Regions from separate parts of the Mus musculus genome. Here region 1 is linked to region 2. Evidence: chromatin contacts called from public Hi-C data. All regions are on one chromosome and are shown on one strand. The core of a region is the stretch at or near the end of the contact, and the rest is flanking DNA. Distances in the headings are between cores, read along the strand shown. Region 1 has its middle 66 kb from the start of Snrpb2. Region 2 has its middle 310 kb from the start of Kif16b.

What was found. Hi-C and Micro-C count contacts between places; a contact is called where the count stands out from the background.
Region 1: a Hi-C map of the N1E-115 cell line shows a contact between it and region 2, with 2.3 times the contacts expected there. The contact joins two enhancer-like sites. A contact is called at or near these places in 1 of 484 Hi-C or Micro-C datasets (the N1E-115 cell line) and 1 of 9 other capture datasets (embryonic stem cells).

Annotation. Positions count from the first base shown.
Region 1 is chr2:142,994,159-142,999,692 of GRCm38.p6, forward strand. No RefSeq gene overlaps it. Among named protein-coding and RNA genes, the nearest start is that of Snrpb2, 66 kb to the right of the region's middle. Within about 2 kb of position 1,878, at least 4 of the 459 cell types and tissues checked have an H3K27ac peak or open chromatin away from gene starts, as enhancers often do. A contact at or near this core is called in the N1E-115 cell line, where this site is marked.
Region 2 is chr2:142,586,739-142,592,880 of GRCm38.p6, forward strand. No RefSeq gene overlaps it. Among named protein-coding and RNA genes, the nearest start is that of Kif16b, 310 kb to the right of the region's middle. Within about 2 kb of position 4,408, at least 15 of the 459 cell types and tissues checked have an H3K27ac peak or open chromatin away from gene starts, as enhancers often do. A contact at or near this core is called in the N1E-115 cell line, where this site is marked.

The DNA of each region.
Region 1 (5,534 bases), core at 628-3,127, 400 kb after region 2:
AGTAAGTGCTGTTTGCTGCTAAGGCATCTTTCCATTCTCTTAGATTTAAAATGAGCAAACAATAGACATTATACACCTAAATTAAAGAAGCAAGAGAAAAATGAGAAGATGCTGTGCATCTGGTTTGTATGAGAGTTGTCTACAAATCTAACCCATCATGGTGGCCTTGGAGGCACCAAGAAGAAGGCAAGCATCTATGCGTACAAAGATACTGATGTGCATCCATAGACCTCTCAAATCATGTGGTTTCAGCAGACATGTATGTATATATGTTTATAGGGAAGACTCAATCTAGGTAGACTAAAAATTAATCTTTAATGTGCTGAAAATGCTATAATAGATGTGTAATAACTCCTGACTAGTTTCCACTCATTGTGTTAAATTTGACAGTTTTGTGACAGCTTAGTAGTTCACTATAGATCTTTACCCCCACAGCTTTGACAGAAAAGCCAGGCTAAAGGCAGAAGTTGTAGCTTTCTGCTTGGTTGTAAATTACTCCAGTGGCCGTGTCAAGAAACTAACAAACAAACAGTACCAGAGCAATTTTTTTCTGTGAACAGTCTACTCACAGAAATGATTGTCCTGAGTAGCAGTTGCCTTGGGGTCAGTAGTCTTCCATGAAACACAGCATCTTCAGATAGAAGTAGTTTCAAGTGTGTCTCAGGATTTAGAAGCTGTGGAGGGCTTCCTGGAATGCCAGCTGGTAGGAGACTTGCTCTAAATTCAGAGGGTATCTGGTGTATCCACTGGGAAGCCTCCTACAAACCATGGAAGCTCTCTCCAGCGTTTGAGGTGGCTTGGAAACCTAACCAAGACAGATAACAAGGATGTTGGAAGTAAGATTCCTCCCTTCTAAGACTCGCCTTCCTGATCCCATTTCTCTTTGGTGGTAGGAGTTGGGGTAGAGAACAAAGGATGAGAACAAAGGGCAAGTATGAGTTGGAGGTTGGAGGACAAAAGAATAGGACAAAGATAGATAGTGGAAGACCAAGCAAAGATGGCTTTGGCTCCTTTCTGTTCTTTACCATAAGAATAATTTTAAACACAGTGTTACAGAACTTCTTACTATACCAGAATAAAAACTTTCAAAGACAGTTTCTAGGCCAACTCCTCCTTCTCTTTATAATCCTAGAATTCAAGAAATTTAGACAGATTAGTTCAGATGAATCTTTTATAGGTAGAATCACAGTGTGAGAAACCTAAAGGGGGATTGATCTCCACAGCACATGTAGGATAATCTGTAAATCATATCTTTTTCATATTACATTTCTATTAAAATGCTGCTTTTTGAGGATTGCATATAGTATTGATTATGTGGGAAAATACTAGCTTTATTCTTACCTCATATATCTTTAAGACACTATGATTTATGTGAAAATATCAATCACAAATGTTAATTATAGTAAAGGCATGTTGAGAAGCTGTAGTTGGTTTTAAAAGATATGACCTAATACCCACAAGAGCAAAGATGCTGATCTGCTAACTTGTCATGAATACTTGGAAGCGGGAGTGTATATACATGTTTATACATACACAAGTGTGCATGCACCAGAACCCATTATAGGTAACGGTATCTTTAAACTTAAAGACTTAATATGTTATGTGTGATTCCTCCACTCTCACCTCAATAAATAAATAAAGACTGGGCACTTCCAGATATTCAATTAGGGGCTGAAGGGACGTAGTCCAAAGTAAAACTCTTACATTTAGAGCAAAAAGAATACCGCAGAAATGGAAATTGCAAAGAGAAAAAAGATTCGGAGGCCAGATGTGAGGCCTAAGTGGGACAAGTAGGCATTCCAGATGGGAGAAGGTGGGACAGATGGAAGGAAGTTAATCACACTCATCACTGAAACTTGGCGTGTTTCACAAAAGACTTAGTGTGCTGATAAAAGCACTCACAGTATCCCCAACATGACTAATGAAGAACAACACACCCATTAGTCCATCCTGATTAAAGCATGGATTAAGGGTAAACAGTTAAAATCTCTTTTCCAATCAGATGAAAAAGATATTATTAGCATCAAGCTGTGGCACTGTTTTGCTCACAGGCCAGGCCCATATTGCTTCTGCTTCCTATACTTTCCAGATCTGAAAGAGGATCTGGCTTCTCTTGTGTCTGGCTTTGTGTTATATGGCAGATTAATGATGATGGCTGTGTTTACACTCCCCACTGAGAGGAGAACATATTCTCCTTTCCCTGGACTCTGGGCTGGTACATTATCTACTTATTCAGTAGAGTGTAACATGGGGATATTGTGTGGATTCTGTTTCCTGTATACATTTGCCTGTGGGACACTCATTCTCAGAACCTAGTGGCCATGCTGTGGATGGTGTGCAGGTCCCAAGTCATAGCTCAAGGCTGTAAGTTTTCTTGTTGACAGCCCTTAGTTTAGTGGTCAGAATCAGACAACTCTTCAATGTATTAGAAGGAAAAAAATCTAGAGTATCTTGAATTTAGTTACCCATCTGCCTTCATTATCTCGGCCAAGTTTGGTGGGCTGTTTTAAATAAAAGTATCTGTGTTCAAACTTGCTGTTTTCTTCAGTGTGTTCCTCATGGCACCTGTGTCTCTTCCTCTTGGGAACTCTGGGTAACTAACTGCCTTCTCATTTGTCTGATGATCTATTGGTTTCAAAAGTCGTAGTCTGCAAACATGTTATCAGTACTGCATATTGGAGAGTAAGCCTCTGGCTGTTGGAGCCAGATTTCTCTTCCCTCTGTTGTTCTGAAAGTCTGTTAGACAGACATGAAGATAAGAAAATGGAATTTGGACAGGTTCTTTGTAAATCTTCATGTTGAGGACCTTAAATTTAGGTTGATTGAGATGACATGAGTATATTTATAAAATAAGGAGAGGTAGATATAGTATACAGGAAGAACTAATATAACCCTCTATATCTGTGTACCTCATATTTATATTAAGCTTATAAAGCCCAACTGAACACATCTGAGGAGTGTACTCACTCACCCACTCACCCTTCTACAAAGCCCAGGACTACCTCAAGCATTGTGCGTAATTTGGTAATTCGTTCTTTTTTTTCTTCTTCTTCCTTTTTTTTTTTTTTAATTCCTACCATACATCTGACACTCCTAGTGACAAGTGTCATTCCACCGCTCCAGGAAACATGGCTTTCAGGCCACACAGTCCCCAGATACTTATTCACCACTAAATCTCAATTCCTGATGGGCAGGTGACAATGGTGGACATCACTGTTTGATTATAACTCAAAGATGAAAACAACTTTCCTTTTTAGTGCAACATCCAGCCAGTAAGTCAAGAAAACATTTATAACTTGAATATTAGTTTTGAGCTGCTAATTAATGAATGAATCTTGGCATCCATTCATTAGCTGATGCTGTTTAAAGTCAACCAGACATAGTATGTCTCCTGAAGAAAGGACCAACACTAAATGTGAAGTATTCCTGCCAGAAATAAAACCTGAGATCAAGCCTCTAGTTCAAAATGCAATGGACCAAAGAAATTTTAAGTTATACACAGGGATGAAATCAATAAAATTCAGGCAATGGCAATCTCTACACAGTCAAACAACTTGTTTTCTTTAGGAAATAATGAAGAATGGATTCAGGCAGATGAAAACAATGTCTAAGACATTAACAGACTCATACATGTACCTTATTTGTGAGTGTGTGTGCACTTATTTGCCATTAAGTTTTGGCATTTAATTAAAGCATAATATTTTTAGTGTTTAGGAGGCACAGTGTTGACTCTTGTATGTGTTAGTGAGCAACTCATAATTGTCATATTTACCATTTTTAAGTTTTAACATTTCTTTACAGTGGATATATTCAAAATTCCATTTTCTATCTTGAGCTATATAATGCTTAACTATATCTTTATTTGTTTTATAAATTTCATTAAAAATGTTTTTACAACCCTTTCCTCCTTTCAATCCCTCTTATACCCATACTTACCAGCTCCCTCTCAAATTCATGACATCTTTTTCTTTAACTATTATTGTTTTCCACACATACATACACACACATGAATAAATGTATAAATATAATCTACCGAGTCTGTTTAATATTGCTAGAATGTATGTTTTTAGGATGACCACTCAGTATTAGATAGCTACTTAGGGTTCTCATGCTTAGGGAGACTCAGTCTCTTTCCCAATCTCTCTCTCTCTCTCTCTCTCTCTCTCTCTCTCTCTCTCTCTCTCTCTCTCTCTCACACACACACACACACACACACACACGCACGCACGCGCACACACACACACACACACACACACACACACACTCTTCATATAGGAATAGAGACCTGTGAAATTTTCTCTATCCACATTGGGATGTCAACTGACATTATTATTGTTCAGGTCTTGTTTAGGCAAGATACCATGGGTGAAGTCTCCTGGTCATATCTAGAAGACACAGTCTTGAAGCTGATTTCCTCTACTTCTTACCATCTTTCTGTCCCTTTTCTTATGATGTCCCTGAGCCTTCAGCATAGGAGTTGTGTTATAGATGTACCAGTTTGGTCTGAGCACCTACCATCAGTTTTCTGTTTTGGCCAGTTGCAGCTTTCTGTAATGGTCTTTTGATGCAGATTGGTGCTAATGATTTGAATCTGAGTGTCCAGATGCTATAGGTCCTTGTCCCCAATGTCCTCAATTGGTTTTTTATCTATCAGTAAAGATGCCAGTGGCTAATGGCTGAGTATGGGGTGGAACACTGAGAGATGTGTGGGTAGGATGCAGGGAGAATCAGGAGGACTGGGGAAGAAGGAGGGGACACAGGCAGGAGATAAAGCTAACCAGCCATAATTGGGCAAATTTAGGAGTGCCTAGCCTTTGAAGTAGCCAAGGCATTTAAAAATTAACTGCTGCTGCTGTTGCTGCTGCTGCTGCTGCTGCTGCTGCTGCGGGTGGTGGTGGTGGTGGTGGTGTGTGTGTATATGTGCGTGTTCTCCATTCGAAGATTTGAGATAGCTCCTGGGCAGGTGCACGCATGTGATTCACCAGGAGCACAAGGAGGTATAGCCCCCACCCTCCAAAAAAAGTCACAACAGGTTATTTTCTAACTAATTTCCATATTCTTCATAGTAAATCCCATTAAAGTGGAAGAAAAAGAAACAAGAAAAAACAGAAGGGCTGAGGCTAGGGGCTAATGAGTGGAATGAGTGTCCCAGGTCTGTAGGTTTACAGAAGGTGCAGAAGTTGCAGGATCTCTGATCTGGCCCATCTCAGTGGAGCAATGTAGAATGCAGCAGTCTCCTAATCTACCTGCCTTCTTCCATGTGAGGAAAAGGATGCTCAGGTTCCTGAGGTTAGACAACAATCTAAACCCATGGCTTGGGGTCTAAGGTTTTAATAAGTGTTAAACAAATATGTTTTCAAGGGCACTTTGAAAGAGAGTTTGGGATGGGGCATTCTCTGAAAGAGATTTAGTGGAGACATGCTCTTATGATAAAAGAACTCAGTGGAGCAGGGTAATAAGAGCAAAGGTAGGATTTTGTTCTAGATAAGGGTTGGGGACTCTTCGATACAAGTGCAACAACAGAGTTGGTCGGA
Region 2 (6,142 bases), core at 3,158-5,657:
GTCTTATAAGGAAACAGGATAATTATTTAAAATTCTCAGCATCCCACAGTTGTATAGGTCTTCTCCCCAGGTTTGGTTATGGTAGATCAGTGGTTCTCAACCTTCCTAATGCCACAACCCTTTAATACAGTTCTTCATGTTCTGTTGAATCCCAACCATACAATTATTTTTGTTGCTACTTCATAACTGTAATTTTGCTACTCTTATGAATTATAATATAAATACCTGATATGCAAGATATCAGATATGTGACCCACAGATGGAGGCATGCTTAGAGGAACCATTTTCATATCCTTAACTAGGGATACAAACATGAGTGCTTTTGTTTGTTATCCGTATTTATGATCATCAGGGTAGCAGAGAGGACTTTGGGTGTCCTTTGGGGAAGGTCAGGGTTCTTTGTCCCAACTGCACAGTTAAAGTTTGGGGAAGTTAAGAATAAAAGAACAAGCTAATTGGCCTCATACAGAGAATAAATCGAAGTGGCCCTTAATTCAACAGAGGCCAATCTCGACAAGCAATTCCTGCCTAAATAAGAACTATTTGTCTGCAGTTTTAAAGGTTACAAAAATCACAGCAGAATATAGAATTTCACAGACCTAGCTCCATTTTTTTCACTTTGATCATTAAACAGTGTGTGCAGGAGGCAGCATTCCAATGAGACAATGGACTTCTCCTAACACACACCATGTCTTTATCTCCTCCTACCACAGGCATAGAATTTCTACTGTGTGAGTTGGCAGTTTCCTAGGCCTCGAGGATACACTGAGCTGTGTTGAAACACCAGCCATGTTTATATAATTCCCCCAATTGCTCCTTCCCTCCTTCCTAATACGAGCAAAAACTATTTGCAGTTGAGCAACTAATTAAAACACAAGCACCACCACTGAATACCTACTATGCACCAAGCCTAACAATTGGTCCTTTGTACATATAATTTCATTAAAAAGTCACAGCAATTCTATAGCTTAGAGATAATTAGGGTGAGATGGGTTAAATGTCCTGTTGGATGCTTCAGGTTGAATGTATTTGCCAGGATTTCTGGGTCTTTCTGAATCTAAAGCACTGTCATCTTGTTGCTTTGCCATGTCCTCTCCCAAAAGCAGGCAACATACCTAAAGCCTGTGTCCAAACCTTAGTTTATCACCCAACCCCAGCTCAGTCCGGCAGTTGTTTTATAGACAGGTAACACTATCAGATCATGACTCTGGTTGCTCAGCCTCTAGTTTTCAGAGAAAATAAACATAGAATGATTTCTCCTTCCAGTGACAGTTCTCATGTGTCCATCCGTGTCATGGAAGACACTTTGAGCATAAATGAGAAAAATCTACCTATAAGGAACGTGTTCATTGGGATAAATCAAAATTTCAAGTCCATTGGCTATTGGGTTCCAATGATCATACACTGAATGGGTGCGCCAACTTAGACCTCCCCATGAATCAATGGCATCTTTCCAATGCTGCTGATAAAGGGTTTGTGGTTCCAGCCAACCTTAGCTCTAAAGGCAAGAAACTCTTGAACAAATATGGCTGGGAGCATGAGCTTTTTTCCATGTTTCCCCTATTTGGTCCTTCCTTCCTCTGAAAAGGGCTAAATAGGTGACAGAAAGCACTCGGAGACTAAATCGGAAACCAAGACAGATGTAGTGTAGGAAGCCAAGCTGGTGCATTGTCAAAGTCTCACAGAGGTGCAGCTTCAACCTAGCTTCAGGGACTCTAGACGATATGTGCAATGGTGGCCCTACTCAGGGAGAGGAGACATGAATTCTAAACTGCTTCCAGTTCTGTGAAGCAAGCCCTGATAGACCAAGAGACAGCCAGTGACACATAGCTATAAGTGCGAGTCCTTAGAAGTAGGAGAACACACCAAGCCTGAGAGGAGAGCAGGTACCTAAGGTGATTGGGTTTCTAAAACAGAAATGCTTCTCTTTTTGTGTCACTTTTGTCATTTATGCAAACCTATAATGTTTGCCACAAGGTCAGGTACTGGATAAATAATACCACCCGAATGTCTCACTGACTCTACTTGATGAGGCCCACAGGCACAACTTGCCAGCCGGGTTGGTTCCTGAAGACTGATTTCACTCTAGTTGCTTTTTCTGGCTGGTATGGTGTTTATTGCCCATGATAGTCAGACCACAATGCTCTTTGGGAATTGTAACACATGTGATCTGGAGCCCCTGATTAAAAGAATGGATCCCCTTTTTGGGAAGTCTCCTCTCTCAGGGTCAGAAATAGATGATTCTTGCCTGGATCTACTGGCACAGGTCTGTAATCTTGGTTCCTTGGGAAACTGAAGTAGGAGGAGATCAAGATCAAGCCCTGTTCTGAGATAAATAGTAGTTCTGGCTAGCCTGGGGAAGTACAGAACACTGGGTCTAAAAAAGAACAGTGAAAGAGCTGGGCACTTAGTAGAGACTTGCCTAGCTTGTATGAAATACTGGTTTAAACTACAATAAACACACACCCAGGTACATGAATGCATGATCAAGCACACACACACACACACACACACACACACACACACACACACACACACACTAAACAAATAAATAGCTAATTAAATAAGTAATATAAATTAAATGAGAAGAGAGTCTGCACTTGCTACGGGTTGCTCTCTAAGCAGGTTATTAGCAGAGAATTCAGCCTTCAGGGCTGAGTTCTCAATCAGTGATACCACTGGGCTTCCAGAAGGACTTGCCAGCCCCTAATCTTTGTCTCCCTGTAAACAAACACTTGCCCTTTTCAAGTTTCACTGATTCATCCTCCTTCCCTAAGGCCAAGGGAGTCCTTGGAATGACCCAGCCTGGGTCCATGAGAGGGTTTATTCTCTTTGTGCCTGGAGTCCTATCCCAGAGCCCCCAGGCAGCAGTTTCCTCCTTAGGGAGCCAAGGACACCCTCGGGAGCAATGAGGCCTGGGCCTGGTTTAATTAACCTTTGTTAACAATCAGTTCCTTGAAGGAGCCACCCTCTGTGACTAATCCTCTATGTTCTGATGGTGCTTTGCTCCAAAGCCACCTTCTCTATACATCTGCTCACAAGAGGGGCATCTTCTCTCTGTGCCTGGCAGCCCCTTTGGTCACACTACTGCAGGGCTCCATTGTCTGGGCTGCTGTCATCCTGGAATTAATCTGAAAGTGGTCTCTTTGACAACAGAGGCAGCAAATATCGGATTCAATTTGCTTTCACCCAAGATTTCCCAGGAGTCATGGCGAATGAGATAATCGATGGTGATTATGAGGCTTGGCCTGCCTCACTGAGCCCGCGTGTTAAAAGGAGGGAGAGTTTCTGCTCCGGTGCTCGCCCAAGTCAGGTGCTAATTCCGGCAGATCCATTACCTTTCTCAGCGCCTCTAAACCATATGTGCTGCAATAATCATGCTGGGTAGGTAAGGCGATCAGTCCTCCCGCCTAAGCAAAGAGGATTCATTCTTTTTGCTTCTCTTCACATTCCACAACAACAACAACAACAAAAATGTTCTGAGCATCTGGTGCAGAAGTGAGTAGGCTGTTCGAACCAATGATGCCGAAGAGATTTAATTTAACTGGGCTAAACTTTCCTTGTCTCAGCTGGAGAGACTAGTCAATGGCTTAGCCACTAATCCAATCAAAAGAAAGCATTAAATTACTTGTCGATGCCATCTTAACCCTGAGAAGACTGTTTTCAGCTTGGCTGATCATTCTAAAAGACCTCGGCATCCAGGGAAGAAACGCAGAGCAAATGACTGAGGAGCGGGAGACATCTTCCAGATGCCTCTCGCCCCTCCTTGTGTCTGTGTCTCTCTTTCTTGCTTCTTTTAGTTTTATTCAGAACAGCTGTTCAGGGGTGCCCCTTGACTATGTACATTTGTACAGAGGAAGTAGCTGAAGATGCAGAAGGGACGGCATAGCAGTTACCTATTTCTGCATAACAAATTATCTGGCTCTCCCAGATGGAGCAGCTGGAGAGAGCAAGTATATATAATCTCATGGGTCCTGAGGTCAGGAACCCAGGAGTATCTTAGCCATGGGGTGCTGGCTAACTTTCCCTCAAGGCTGTGATCAGAAAATCAGCCATGCCTGCCACCATCTCTTGTTGTTACCAGTAGTTAGTTACTGCTTTAACTGAAAACCAGAACTCTTTGCTTGGACCCTCAAGCTAACTAAGGGCAAGATAAAAGCCTGGCATCTCAGCTTTCATTTTATATTTGTCTCCTTTTATATTTTTTTCTTTTCCTTTTTCTTCCAGTTTTTCTTTTAGATGGGTCTCACTAGATAACCCTGGCAGGCTATGAACTTGAACCAATCTTTCTTCCTCAAGTTCTGAGATCACAGTCATGCCTCATTAAGCTGGTCTATATCTGTCTCTTTTACTTTGGGACAGACTCCTGCTTACCTCTGCATGTAGACATGTTAATCATGCAGTAAGTGTCTGTCTAAAAGCTGGTGAAACCTGACAGATCACATCCCCCTTCAAAGCCCAATGCACAGAGATAAGAGCAGCTGAGGCATTTTACAGTTGGATTTATGCCACCCTGTCCCTGACCTCCAAAAAGGTGCCTGAAAGTCTCCAGTGAGTTTTTCCAACCTTATATGTTTGGGGTTTCAGGAACAACAGAGTCTCTCTCTCTCTCTCTCTCTCTCTCTCTCTCTCTCTCTCTCTCTCACACACACACACACACACACACACACACACACACACACACACTAGCCCATGAAGCCTCACCCCTCAAGCAGGAACATATCTCTGAATCCTTAAGCAGTGAGGAACTCTTCAAGGACACCCTGCAGAACCAGATAGGATCAACTGGAGACAACTGGACAAAGACTCTTACTTCTTCTCACCCACTTCCATCAATCTCTATTTACGCTCAAGTCAGGATCCCAAAGTTGGGCTGAAACGTTTAAATTCCATCTTCCCCAAATGATCATTTTGGTTAAATTATCTTTTTGCGTTTTTGTTATTACTGAAATTTTGTTCTGTTGTTTTGTTGCTTTGTTTTGTATGTTGTTTGTTTGGGGCCTTGGCTGATGGATATTCACTTTTCCACAAAGGTGTCTCATAGCTCTGCTATTGTGGCTAGACTGTGAAATGTCTTTCAAAGGTTCTTGTGTTAACACTTGGTCCATAGCTAATCGTACTGTTTTGGGGGATTTGTCAGCTTGGTACAAACATAGACATTTATAGGAAGAAGGAAACTTTAGAAGATGGGGCTTCACTGTAGGAAGAATGGTCACTGGAGTGGGCATTTGAGGGTTCCTGGTCCCCAGCCCCTACCTATGTCCTGCTTGCTGATTCCTGGCCACCATGCAGTAAGCATCTCTTGTCTATCACAAGCTCCCACTGCCTTGATATTTGACCAAATTGTATGGGGCCAAATGATCATTGACTGAAACCTCTGAAACCATGAATCAAATATTTGTTCCTTCCCTAGTTTGATTTATATTGCTGTGATAAACAGCAAGGTCAGAAACAGCTGGAGGAGGAAAGGGGTTATTTTATCTTACAACTACCCTTCATAGTCAATAATCAAAGAAAAGCCAAGCAGGGACTCAGGGCAGGAGCCTGACGATATGAACTGAATTAGAGAAAATGAAGTGATTCTCCTTATTGGCTTGCTCCCCATGGCCTGCTCAGTTTCCTTTTATATACCAGGACCACCACACATCATTGGGATAACTTCCCTATTATCAATTATTAATGAAGAAAATTCCCCACAGACCTGCCCACAGAACAGTGTGATAGAGGCAATTCTTCAATTGAGATTCCTTCTTCCTATGTGCATCTATGTTTGTGTTTAGCAGACAAAACCTAACCAGCACATTCCTTTAAGTTGTAAAAGTCAAGCATTTTGTTGCAATAATGAGAAGCTAACTAACGCTGTTGGATTCTCCCACAGTAAGAAACTCAGGCAAGAACATAAGATAATACCCAGGAGGAAAGTCACAGCTTTTAATAGCCTACTATCTGAAGGGACACTTCCTCACTTCTGATTTCTCTGACTAGAAGCAAGTCACTATGTCCTGTTCACACTCACGGGAAGAAGATTACACAGAATGTGAACAGCAGGAGGCAGTGCCATTAGAGTCCGATCTTGGAGACACCATAGCTGATGAGAAACCTGCCCTCCAGGGGAAATCTGACCACAGAAAAGGAGAAGCAC